Regions from separate parts of the Capsicum annuum genome. Here region 2 is linked to region 1. A link is a contact called in public Hi-C data. All regions are on one chromosome and are shown on one strand. Each heading gives the region's core, a stretch centred on a gene start, on an enhancer-like site or on the middle of the called end of the contact. The rest is flanking DNA. Distances are from core to core; before and after follow the strand shown. Region 1 holds the start of LOC107873109 (flowering time control protein FPA). Region 2 holds the start of LOC107852144 (polyadenylate-binding protein-interacting protein 11).

Region 1 (5,725 bases), core at 2,349-4,848:
CCTGAGATAATCCACACGAATCTGTTCACCACCGAATTTTTTCCCATTCATGTTCTTCAGCGCTTCTGATGCGTCTTCCAATCTAGCAAAATCAATGTATGCGGTGTTGCGATCCCTGATGAACTTATATTCTTGAATTTTACCAAATCCCTTGAATTGATCTTCCAATTCTTCTTTTGACACAGACTTGCTAATCCCAGCTACCCACAAACTTTTGCATGGCTTTGCCTGTAAACCAGACGGCATAACTGTTGTTAGACTAACTGCCTGACACTGTACAATAGACAATAACCACAGCAGAACAAGTTACAGACAAGGAACCTAACGTATGCAAGAAGAATCATGCCAGGCAAATAAATCAGCACTTTGACTACTATTACAGTCATACTGTATTCAGTCATCAAGTGATAAGAGTTAAGTTACCCATAGACTAAGGCAACCATCAGGCATAGTGTTATAGAAATTCCACATGCACACAAAACAACATAGTGCACATTTTACCATCAGTAAAGGAGAGAAAGGCATCAAGTACAAGGGAGCTTTCACAGCAATTTCCAAGTTAATTAAGCATTCACATAGTAGTTTGCAACTTTCATTAAGGGTCCCTTTCATTAATTAGCATATCCCAAACCAATTCCATGCTACATATACTGGCCAAAATCACAATCCCAACAAACAAATGAACTCAAGTTTATATGTATGGACGTGCCCTTTATCTATTACAAGTAAATATTGTTGCATCACATCTATCTATCTCTCTCTCTCTATATATATACATACACTAACCAATTAAATTAATAAGCAGATCACTTAAGGATGCCAAAGGGACCAGCTACCTCTGAAGTGGCATGCTTTTAGTATATCTGGACATTAGAAAATACACGAACATTCACACCACATTAGTTTAACAAGAAAAAGATTTAGCCTCCTCCGATAGATAAACATATCATTATTTTGAAGAGAGAGAGAGAGAGAGAGCGCTCTCTAGTCACAGGAATAAGAAGTTGAATTTTTGGTGCTAGGATGTTCATTTTTCCTATCTTCTTAGCAAGTATCAGCTCTTGGTAATAGTTCATGACCTCCTTCATACCCCCCTTTAAATAGTTCCAATTAGAATTTAAAAACTGGATCACCAAACACCCTCTACATCCAAACTTCATACCCATTTTAAGTCCCATAAGTATATACAGGGCGTCGCCGTATATGCATATATTTTCTTTTATCCCAAACATGTTGATAACTGAATAGAGTATCTTAACTTTGCTTCAACCATGTCTATTATTATACGAAGGACTGGTTCTCTTTTATTTCGAAGCAAGGATCTCCAATTAGGTTATAAAACAGGGTCATTTCCAGAAAATATAATTAAGTCTTAATCATACTTTGGGAACTGTAAGGGATCTCCAGAACTTCATTTCCAGGAATTCTTACCCAATAATTATTTTTCATGGAAGTTTACAAATAACGCCTAGATATCAACTGCACATTGTTCTCTCTTTGATTCTTTTCTTTTTTTTTTGGTGGGTTACGGGGACATGACATTTTTATTGCATTTTTTAGTGAAAATTGTCTGAACTGTACGGAACTTTCGGACATGAAGGCATTTCTTATGATGTTTGTCAATTTACAGAACTTTTAACAAGTAACCAATATTCGCTAGAAGAAAACTGTATAAAAATTATATGCAATTCCGTTGCCCATATGCCTAAACAACTGTTCAACTAAAATTAGCATTCATTGTACACAACTACACCTCCCAACGTTGATTAAAATTTTGAACATTCGAGGAAGGACTTGGACTTAAGTCCCCATCAGTTGGAAAGGAGATAAAAATCTATAACATGCAGTGAAAGTGGGTGAAACTCACATCGCAATGGTTATTGCTTTTGGTGGGTAGGAGCAAACAGGGATTAATTGGATGGCATCCAGTTTTAAACAACAACAGTGCCTATTTTTATTTGCAGAACGTGCTCGTGTTCTTGGATATTTGTAGCGCTCGGTACCGTTCAAGAAAAATGCTCTTCTAGAATTGATTTATTCTTTTTGGTTAACCATTGCCAAAACAATATTCGATGTAAGCCTAAAATCCGCACAAAGACTGGAAATTTGAGCACGTTTTGAAGTCTAAATTTCAACGTGCTTAAGCTTTGAAAATCTGAAAAAGGGGCAACTTAATATTTGAAGAAGACCTTTTTGTACTATTTTTCATATCTCAGATCTCAATTAACACCTTTAACCAGTGCAGCCACTTCTTCAAATCACAAGAAAAGTTAATTGCCTTGTCCATTGAGTCGATTGTGTTCAATTAACAAGTACAATATACCAATCACATTCGTATCTGATTATTATTCCTCTTCAACAAATAGATCTGCCAATCGGTTGGAAAGGAATTAATACCAGAAGCATAGATCTTGCAAAGGAATCGAGACGCATAGATCTTGCAAAGGAATCGAATTCCAGACGCATAAAAATTGCAAGATTTTAATGTAAAAATTTATGGAAACGATAATTATACATTGGTTCACTTTGTTCATTGCATTCGATCCAAATCGCGGCACAATTCTCCATCTGTTTATTCTTTTATTTACTATCTAAAAAAGAAATTAATTTTATCTCTTTTTTTTCTATTTTCTACAAATCTACTAATTATCTCGCAGATCTCGTTTGCTTGGTATTTTTATATTTTGCTTTGATTTTGATAAGATTATCTTTTTATTTTTTTCAGGTATTTTGCTTTGATTTTGAGTACATAAAAAACAGAGTGTTGACAATTTACTAACAATAATCAACAAATAATTGATGAAGAAACAACAGAAATCCATATTTTTTCTTTCCAACTAATTTCATCTATATTTTTTTTTCTATTTTATATATTATCTAGCAGATTTCGTTTGTCTGGTTTTTTAATGCTTTCTTTCGATTTTGAGTGTGCTGAAAAAGGCAAGTTCTTCCTCTAGATGATTGGATTGGAAAACACACCAATTGACAATTTCACTAACAATAATCAACAAACAATTAACGAATAAAGAACAACAACAACAAAAATCGATCCGAATCAAACAACGAAGAAACAGAAAAACAAAAACACAAACCGGCTTAGCGTATTCGATCCTAAGTGCATTGCCATGAAAGAAGGATCCTTGTAGTGCATCTTTAGCCTCCTTAGAATCATTGATGTTTTTGAAATACAGAAAACCGAATCCGCGAGAGGAATATGAGGTTACGCTATCAAGCGGGCCGTACTTCTGGAACAAAGAAGTTAGATCGGCATCGGTAACGTCAGGGGCTAAATTACCAACCCATAGATTGTTCGACGGCGTTTCTCCTGGCGGCGCCATAATTCAAACCCTAGAAAATTACTAATCAAACACGAAAAGCGAAACCAAGAAAAAGAACTATTAAATCGAGGAGATAAATTGATGATTGCGAATTTGTAAATGGGCGTTTAGTACAATTACGAGAAGGAGAAAATGAGGCGGCGAATGGAAAGAGGATTGGAAGAATTGGAGAGGTCGATGTAAATCCAAAAGTTATAGGTGTGGTCACATGAGCTTCGGTTGTATGCATACAACAACCCTAATGTATTCCAACCTAATGGGTCCTCGGAGGTAGAGCACATGCACATCATGCCACTATTTTAAATAAAATAGAAAGGTTATTTTTGATAGAGGTTATTTTCAATAGATCCTCAGCTTAGAATTAATAATAGTATAATAAATATAAAAAATAAATGGATACAAACTAGTATAGTACATAAAATAAACTAATATTATAACAAATATAAAAGATAAGTGCATAATAAATTAGTATGGGATGAAAAAAAGTCAACACCAGTAATCCAACAACTACAGCCTAATACTACGAACCAGAAATTTCAGATCCAAAGAAGCACTCCTCTATTACTATTGCCGCACTCCCACCCCTAACCCCTAATTCGCGTCCTCCACACCTTCCTATCAAGGGACATATTCTCTGTAAGCTGTAATTGCTATATATCATGCCTGATCATGTCCCTCCAATATTTCTTTGGTTTATCTCTAGCCCGCCTAAAATCGTCCCAAATTACCCATTTTAAATTGAGATGACACATTAAATAAAAAAATAATTAATAACATGGCTAGTTTACCATAGTGTCCCTATTAAATGATGTTTATATTTTAATCTGAAGAAAAAATAATTAATGCAAAATATAAAACATAAAAAAAAAATTATCTTTTCTTGATTAATAAAAAAAAATTATGAAAAATGGAAAATTAAATTAAAAAATTTGGGACGGAGGGAGTAATAATCTATCTACATTTGCATCTAAATTATAGGGTAGAATAAACATATTTCAAAAATTATAAAATCCTAAAATAATTGATAAGTAAAGAATATATGGTAAGATATTAAAAAAAAGTCATTTAATTATTTTATTTATTTATTATATGACGAAAAAAGTCAAAAACATCCTTCAAATATTGAAATTGATTCAAAAATATCATTTGTTAACCTATTGGGCTAGAAATATCCTTCAATTATTGAAAGAAAAATTGTAGAAAGTAACAATACTAAGACTATAATTACAATAAATAACAACACCTTTACAAACTTACATTTTATAACAAAATTATCATTTTTTTGTTCATTAACTACACAGGCGCTGTTTCACTCCACATACTTTACCTTTTCCTATTTTCATTCCATTATTTCACTTTTCTCCAATGTAACTTATCTTCTACTTTTTTTTTTTTCCTATTTTCCTCAAATTGTTGATAAATATTGTGCTCCATCAAATAAGATAAATTGATATTTACAGTGATTGCATGTTATCTCTTTCATATAATTTATATATTTTATATATTTTATATTATTTTATTCAACCATTGTTCTTTCTTCTTTTTTTTTTGGCCCGGGGGGAGGGGGGTGTTTGTGAATCTTTTTGTTGAAAGAGTGTGGAAGTCTGTTATAATGGCAGAACACACATATTATAGAAGTTCAAATAGAGGTATACCACCTCTGAATTTAGTTTCTAATAATCCACCATCATTTAGTCTTGATTTAATACAAGATGAAGATCTTAAACTGATTTCTACGCCTATTCAGTCAAAGAGAGAAATGAGCATAGAAGAGGAGATTGAAGCATTATAACAATCCAAAGAAGATTGCGGAAATTATGAAGCGAAAAGGATTGAGAAAACCTTCATCTTCAAAATTCAAAAAATGCAAAAATATGTGAAAAAAAAAGTCAAGCGAAATAGGAGAATCAAGTAAAATTATAAGTCCTATTGAACAAAATTCATTTGAATATGAATCTAAAGAAGAAAAAGTGATAAAGATATTTGTATTTTTATAGATTATGGGTCATCTGCAGGTATGTGTATTTTTTAATATACATATGATTATGCTTATATTTGTTTTTCAGTTGGTAACATATATATTTGTAATATTTTTTAATTATTTAAGATATGTAGTATGTATTTTGTGTTGTTCAGTTATATGTATATATATGGAGTTGTATTTTTTTTACTGTTAAGATATGAAATTGTATTTGTTACTATTAAGATATTTATTTGGTGCTAGTAAGATATGTAATTATTTTTATTACTGTTAAGATATGTATTTGTTACTGTTAAGACATTAGGACAGGAGTTGTACTTGTCACTGTAAAGATATGTATTTGATATGCATTTGTATTTGTTTGTTCAATATTACTATGATATGTATTTTGTAAACAAATATGAGT
Region 2 (5,725 bases), core at 1,436-3,935, 670 kb after region 1:
TCCTCTAAGTTCTGTATCTGGGTTTATCCTAATTGCTGGTCTTCTAGGTACATTGCCTGTAATATAATCTATTGGTTGGGGATTAGGGTTTGTTTGTTAAAATAGGCTAGCACTTGAAGAGCTAGTTGGTTCTAATTCTGCGAGTTCTTTATAACTTATTGTGGAGCTTAATACAGAAAGTGTGTCTTCATCTTTTCTTTCAAGGAATAATTTGTTATTTCTATATCCTAAATTATCGCTTCTCTCTAAACAACTTTTAAAATGTTTTATACATTCTTCTATTTTTCATTTCGCCCTTTTGACATCCTTTACATTTAAAAGTTATATATTTATATTCTTCTGCTAAGTTTTCAGCTTTTTCTATGACCATGTCTACTTCATATCCTTCTTGTAGGACTTCTATATTCATAAACTCGCTTTCTGTTTCTATATTACTCTCTATTTCGTCATCATCTAAATTTCTTTTGATTGTGTAATTATAATCTGTAAACCTGACTGAAGTTTCTCCTTTACTTGTAGTATATAATAGATGAGAGTCTGGTGTGAGAATTTTTGGTTTAGTAAATTTGTTTAAATTTCATTCTAAACCTGCATATTTTATTGGTTTTATTAAACTTATGCCTTTATTTCCCATTATTTCAACTACATCATTTACCTTTAGTTTAAATTTAGTATTACTACTTAAGGTCAATTTTCCAATAAACCCTATGCACATTAATAAATTATTTCCACTATTCATTTCTTCGTACCCTTTATTTGAATTCCTATTTTAATGTTTTTTCCAAATTCTTTTAAGTTCATTAAGAAATCTGGACTTATATAGAATATTCCTCCATTATTTGTCATATCTACTTCAGCTAATCCTATTATTGATTTTCTAATATCTGACCATCTATCATCATATATTGTTATTAATACTTTGGATCCTAGATTTTTTCTAGTTAGACCTTTTATTCCTATAACAATTAAACCCATATGCATCAATATCATTTTATTATTTTTTATATGTCTTAAAGAGTTAGCATTTACTAAATCTAGTATTTTAAAATCTTCTCCTATAGCTGATATTTGTTCTTCTCTATAAGATCTATATAGCTGATTGTCTGTAGAAAAATATCCTGCGTTATATAATGTTTTAAGATTTAATAATTTTAATTGATGTTGTTGGAAAATTTGTAAATCTTTATCTACATCTATTATTTCGTTAAGTTCTTGGTTCTGCTCCATATTAGGTTGTCTTCGGCATATTCTGAATAATATATTATTACGTCCTACTCTATTTTTCGAAAAACTTATTCTTTGTCTTTCTTCTCCTTGTCTTTCATTATTCTCGATGGTTCTCCGTCTATCTGATAGAAAGTCTATTTTTGTGGTTTTCTTATTATATTTTTTCTTTCTTGTTTAGGAGTTAATTCAATTCGTTTTAACTGGTTAATAAGTTCTTCTATTTCAAAGTTATTTTTTGGTGGCTCTTGAGCTTCTTTAGTTTTTATTAGGATGTCTATTTTCTTATGTAGTTCAGATAATTCCGGTTCTTCCTGAAAAGGTTTTTGAGTTTCTTTGCCTTTAATTAAAATGTCTATCTTTTTGTGTAAGTCTAATAATAACTCTATTATGGTATTATTTTGTTTTAATAAAATTTTATCTGTTATACTTGAAGGTATATGCTTAGATAATCCTTCTGGTTCGCTATGATAACTTTTTGATTTTTCTAATGCTTTACTATAATTTATATCTTCTTCACTCATGAAAGTGATATTTCTTCTAATCTTTTTGTTATTTCTTGCAAATCTTTGATTTCTATTGTTATATTTTCTACTTGTTCTATAAGCTTAGATATTAATTGAGTTGTTTTTACTTCTAATTCTTTAGGTCTTTCTATTATAGTTTTTATTAGCTTTTCAATTTTTAATTTTGTAGGTATTTTCTCTAAATTAAATTTGTGATTTAAATACTGAATTTTTCTGTCTATTTCTATTTCTTGTGACTTTAAATAATCTAAATTTTGTTCTATCTTATCTAGTATCTTTTTATGTTTATTCTAAGTAACTTCAATTTCTTCTAAAATTCTTATTATACTATTATCTTTTTTCTGAATTTTTTTGCTTGAATTTATTAAAAAATCTATTATTGTATTATATTGTTTATCTTCTGAATGTAAAATATATTCACCCTGGTTGAAATTACACCTTAGAGTGAAATTATCTTTTAACACTCTATATTTTTTTTTTGGTTAAAATCTAAGATTTAAGTAATCGAGGCGTTTTAAAGAAGTTATCTTGTTATCCTAAGTGGTTTAAGTTAAAGTATTTTTTACTTAGCTTAGTTTGATATTTCAATCTACTATTAGTATAGGTTATATCTAATTCTACTTCTTGTATATTTTCTATCAGCCTAGATTTTTCACTAATTAATGCTTTTTTATAATAATTAGATGTTATGGTAATTATTTCGTCTGTTTCTTTAAAGTTTAGAATATCTATTTCTAAGTTTATTATTTCTTTATTTAACAACTCTAGTCTTTCTACAAATTATTTCTGTATTTTTACAAGTTGATGTTTATAAGCAAATTCTCTATAATATTAACGTTGTATTTCTTTAATACACTTAATATATCTTATTGACATTTAATATGCTAATTGATAAGATTTTCTATTAATACGTTCTTTAAGCCACCTTATTCCTAAATCAATTTTTATTTATTCGGAACGTAAGTGCAAGAAAGTCCAAAAGGAAGTGGAGCAAAACGGACGATCCGAAGTATCCACTTCTCTCCTCTTCTCTTCTCTTCTCTCCTCTCTCTCTTGCTATAAACTAGTGGAGTTAGTACAATTATTTCATATCTTTTCTCTCTCTTCAGACTCAGTAAAAATTACACTACACACACTCCAACAAAGAAAAAAAAGAATCTTGATTTTTCATTCTTCAGCTGACGATCTTGGAATTACTGTTTTTTCTTATCAATGGATGTCATTTAGAAAGGGTACGATTAATTTCCTTCTTTCCCTTTAATATATTTCCTGATTTAATAATAAATTCAAATACCCAGCTTGATCTTCTTGAAATAATAAAGGTATCATCTTTATTTATTTGTTTTGTTTATTTTTGTTTTTGGGGTTTAGACAGAAAAGGGTACAAGAAAAGGACAAAAAAGGAGCATTATTTGACAGTGTCAGATAGAGTTTTGTTGAACCTGAACCATCATGGCTGTGGTTGAGAATGCTGCTATTAACGTTGTTGACAGAATTGTGCAGAAAGATGTTGTTGTGGTTGTCGATCATCAGTCAGTGAAAACGAAACAACAGAATGGTGTGCAGAGGTCAAAGGTACCAAATGATCAGAATTTCCAGCAAGAACCCGAGAAAGCTAATGGAATTCAGCAGCAACAACAACAGCACTGCGTCAACGGTAATGGAGTTGATCACAGTATTGAGCATCAGAAAATGAACGGTGTTGATTTAAGGAATGGAGGGGTGGTTGATGGCGATGGTGGCGATGAAGGGTTTAAGAAGGAGATGAGGGATTTGGAAGAAATGCTTTCCAAATTGAATCCCCAGGCTGAAGAGTTTGTGCCACCATCACTGGCTAATAACAACATGCTAGTGCCATTTCCACCCGGCACAATGCATTTTGGCTTTGATGCTAACAATTTTCTAATGCAGATTGACCAAGGAGGAGTTGCCAATGGAAATCCCAACAAAAGGGTATCAATTGAACATCGTTTCCTTTCTGGTTTATCATGTTTTTGTTTTGTTTGTTGCTGTGGAATATGGATATGGTAGGTACTCCACTTTTAATCTTGTGACTGATCAGAATTATCTTTAGTTTGTTAGGTGTAAGATGATCACTCGGAGGACATTTCATATAGTCCAATTGTTATAATAATAAGGGCAGCCCGGTGCACTAAAGCTCCCATGAGCAAGTGCATAAATATACTCCTGAAAGATAAAGTGGATATAGGAACTTGTGTTGTTGCGAGCTATCTGGTTGTAAATATCTTTGGATCTCTTCAATTTGAAATTCGATTTGAAACAAAGATGGAAGAGTTTGAGGGTTATCAAATGATACATAGTGCGATACAGTTAAAACAAAGAATTATAGTAAGAATAGATACCTTGGATACAGGTGAACTTCTCAATGGATTTTCTATCTGCTCCGCGTGGAATTTGGGGAAGGGCCGGACGACAAGGGTCTATAATAATATAGATCAATTGTTATTCTGCATAAAAGTGATTGGAGGGTTTTAGTCCTTGTAGTGTTAAAGTTGAGTTTCTTTTGTTCTTTCTCTACCATTTATTTCGGAAAAAGAAATCTTCTCTGTTTTGTTTTTTTGTAATATTTCTATGTCCGTGGATTTGAGCTGATTAGTGGAGTTTTAAATTGTGTGTACAGAAGAAGAACGGTTATGGTTATGGAAGGAGAAGGATGAATACCCGAACAGGCATGGCCCAAAGGGAAGATGTTATAAGGAGGACGGTTTATGTATCCGACATTGATCATCAGGTAAAATAGAGAGGTCCAATGTTATTGTTAATTGGGTTACTGCACCTTTATCGTTTTTATTTTAATAATTCTGTTTCTTCTTTTGTGTAGGTTACTGAAGAGCATCTCGCAGCACTCTTTCTTAACTGTGGACAGGTGGATGTCTATCGGTTATTTCAAGCTTCTGTACTCATTTGTGATTATTGTCTTGCCTTTTAATTATGTTGAGGAAATGTTTTATTTCCATATCTGTCTAACCTTGATGCGCTGAAGGTTGTCGACTGTCGTATATGTGGTGACACCAATTCTGTACTTCGATTTGCCTTTATTGAATTTACAGACGAAGGTAGCGTGACATGATTATTTCTTTATATATTTGGCCAGAAAGTTAGGGTACTTGTTCTCTAACACACATTTTCCGCAATGTGTCATGCAGAAGGTGCAAGGACTGCTCTGAGTCTTGCAGGAACTATGCTTGGGTTTTATCCCGTGAGAGTGCTTCCTTCTAAAACTGCGATTGCACCGGTTAATCCAACCTTTCTTCCAAGGGTGAGGAAATGTGGCTACATGTAGTTTACCTTTTGTAATAGTGTCCTAGCCCCTAGGAGTGGCAAATGCATACTTAGTGCTGCTAATACTAAAGTTTTTACGTTTTGTGCTGCTGCTAGTCTGAAGATGAAAGAGAGATGTGTGCTAGAACTGTATACTGTACAAATATTGATAAGAAGGTAATTTTGGGTTTATAATTCACTTTGTTGATGGACATCAATGAAGAAAAATATTTACGACTTGTATGTTTGGATGAAGCAGGTTACTCAAGCAGATGTCAAGCTGTTCTTTGAGTCCTTGTGTGGAGAGGTTTGTAGCTGCTCATGTAACAAGTCTGACGTGCTGTTCCTTCTTAAAATCCTAACTCTATGTTATGGATTTTCTTCTCTAACATAGGTTCATCGCCTGAGGTTGCTTGGTGACTATCATCATTCGACTCGTATAGCTTTTGTTGAGTTTGTCATGGTAACTTCCATGAGCTTCTGACTTTTCATTGCTGCTTATACTAACTTGAGTTGTGGACCTTTTCTTCTTACTAATCATCAAAGTACTGTAACTTCCAATAGGTGCTATCGATCTCAGATCATTTTGGTTTTGCAAATGCCTGCCTTTAGCATTTTATCTGCTCAACATTTGTTATATCTTCTACTTTGCTCTCCTTGTTTCGAGAGGGTAAATAATATTAATGTGGTGT

What was found. A called contact is a pair of places that touch in the nucleus more often than the background predicts.
Region 2: a Hi-C map of placenta shows a contact between it and region 1, with 3 times the contacts expected there. The contact joins the promoter of LOC107852144 here to the promoter of LOC107873109 in region 1. A contact is called at or near these places in 2 of 5 Hi-C or Micro-C datasets (bud and placenta).

Annotation. Positions count from the first base shown.
Region 1 is chr6:149,648,297-149,654,021 of UCD10Xv1.1, forward strand. It overlaps LOC107873109 (flowering time control protein FPA), which reads right to left and starts at 3,599. Exons shown (of 6, transcript XM_016719838.2): 1 at 3,093-3,599; 2 at 1-228. The coding sequence starts at 3,338.
Region 2 is chr6:150,315,897-150,321,621 of UCD10Xv1.1, forward strand. It overlaps LOC107852144 (polyadenylate-binding protein-interacting protein 11), which reads left to right and starts at 2,686. Exons shown (of 11, transcript XM_016697199.2): 1 at 2,686-2,983; 2 at 3,123-3,704; 3 at 4,393-4,503; 4 at 4,594-4,638; 5 at 4,756-4,828; 6 at 4,919-5,031; 7 at 5,151-5,210; 8 at 5,293-5,340; 9 at 5,428-5,496. The coding sequence starts at 3,204.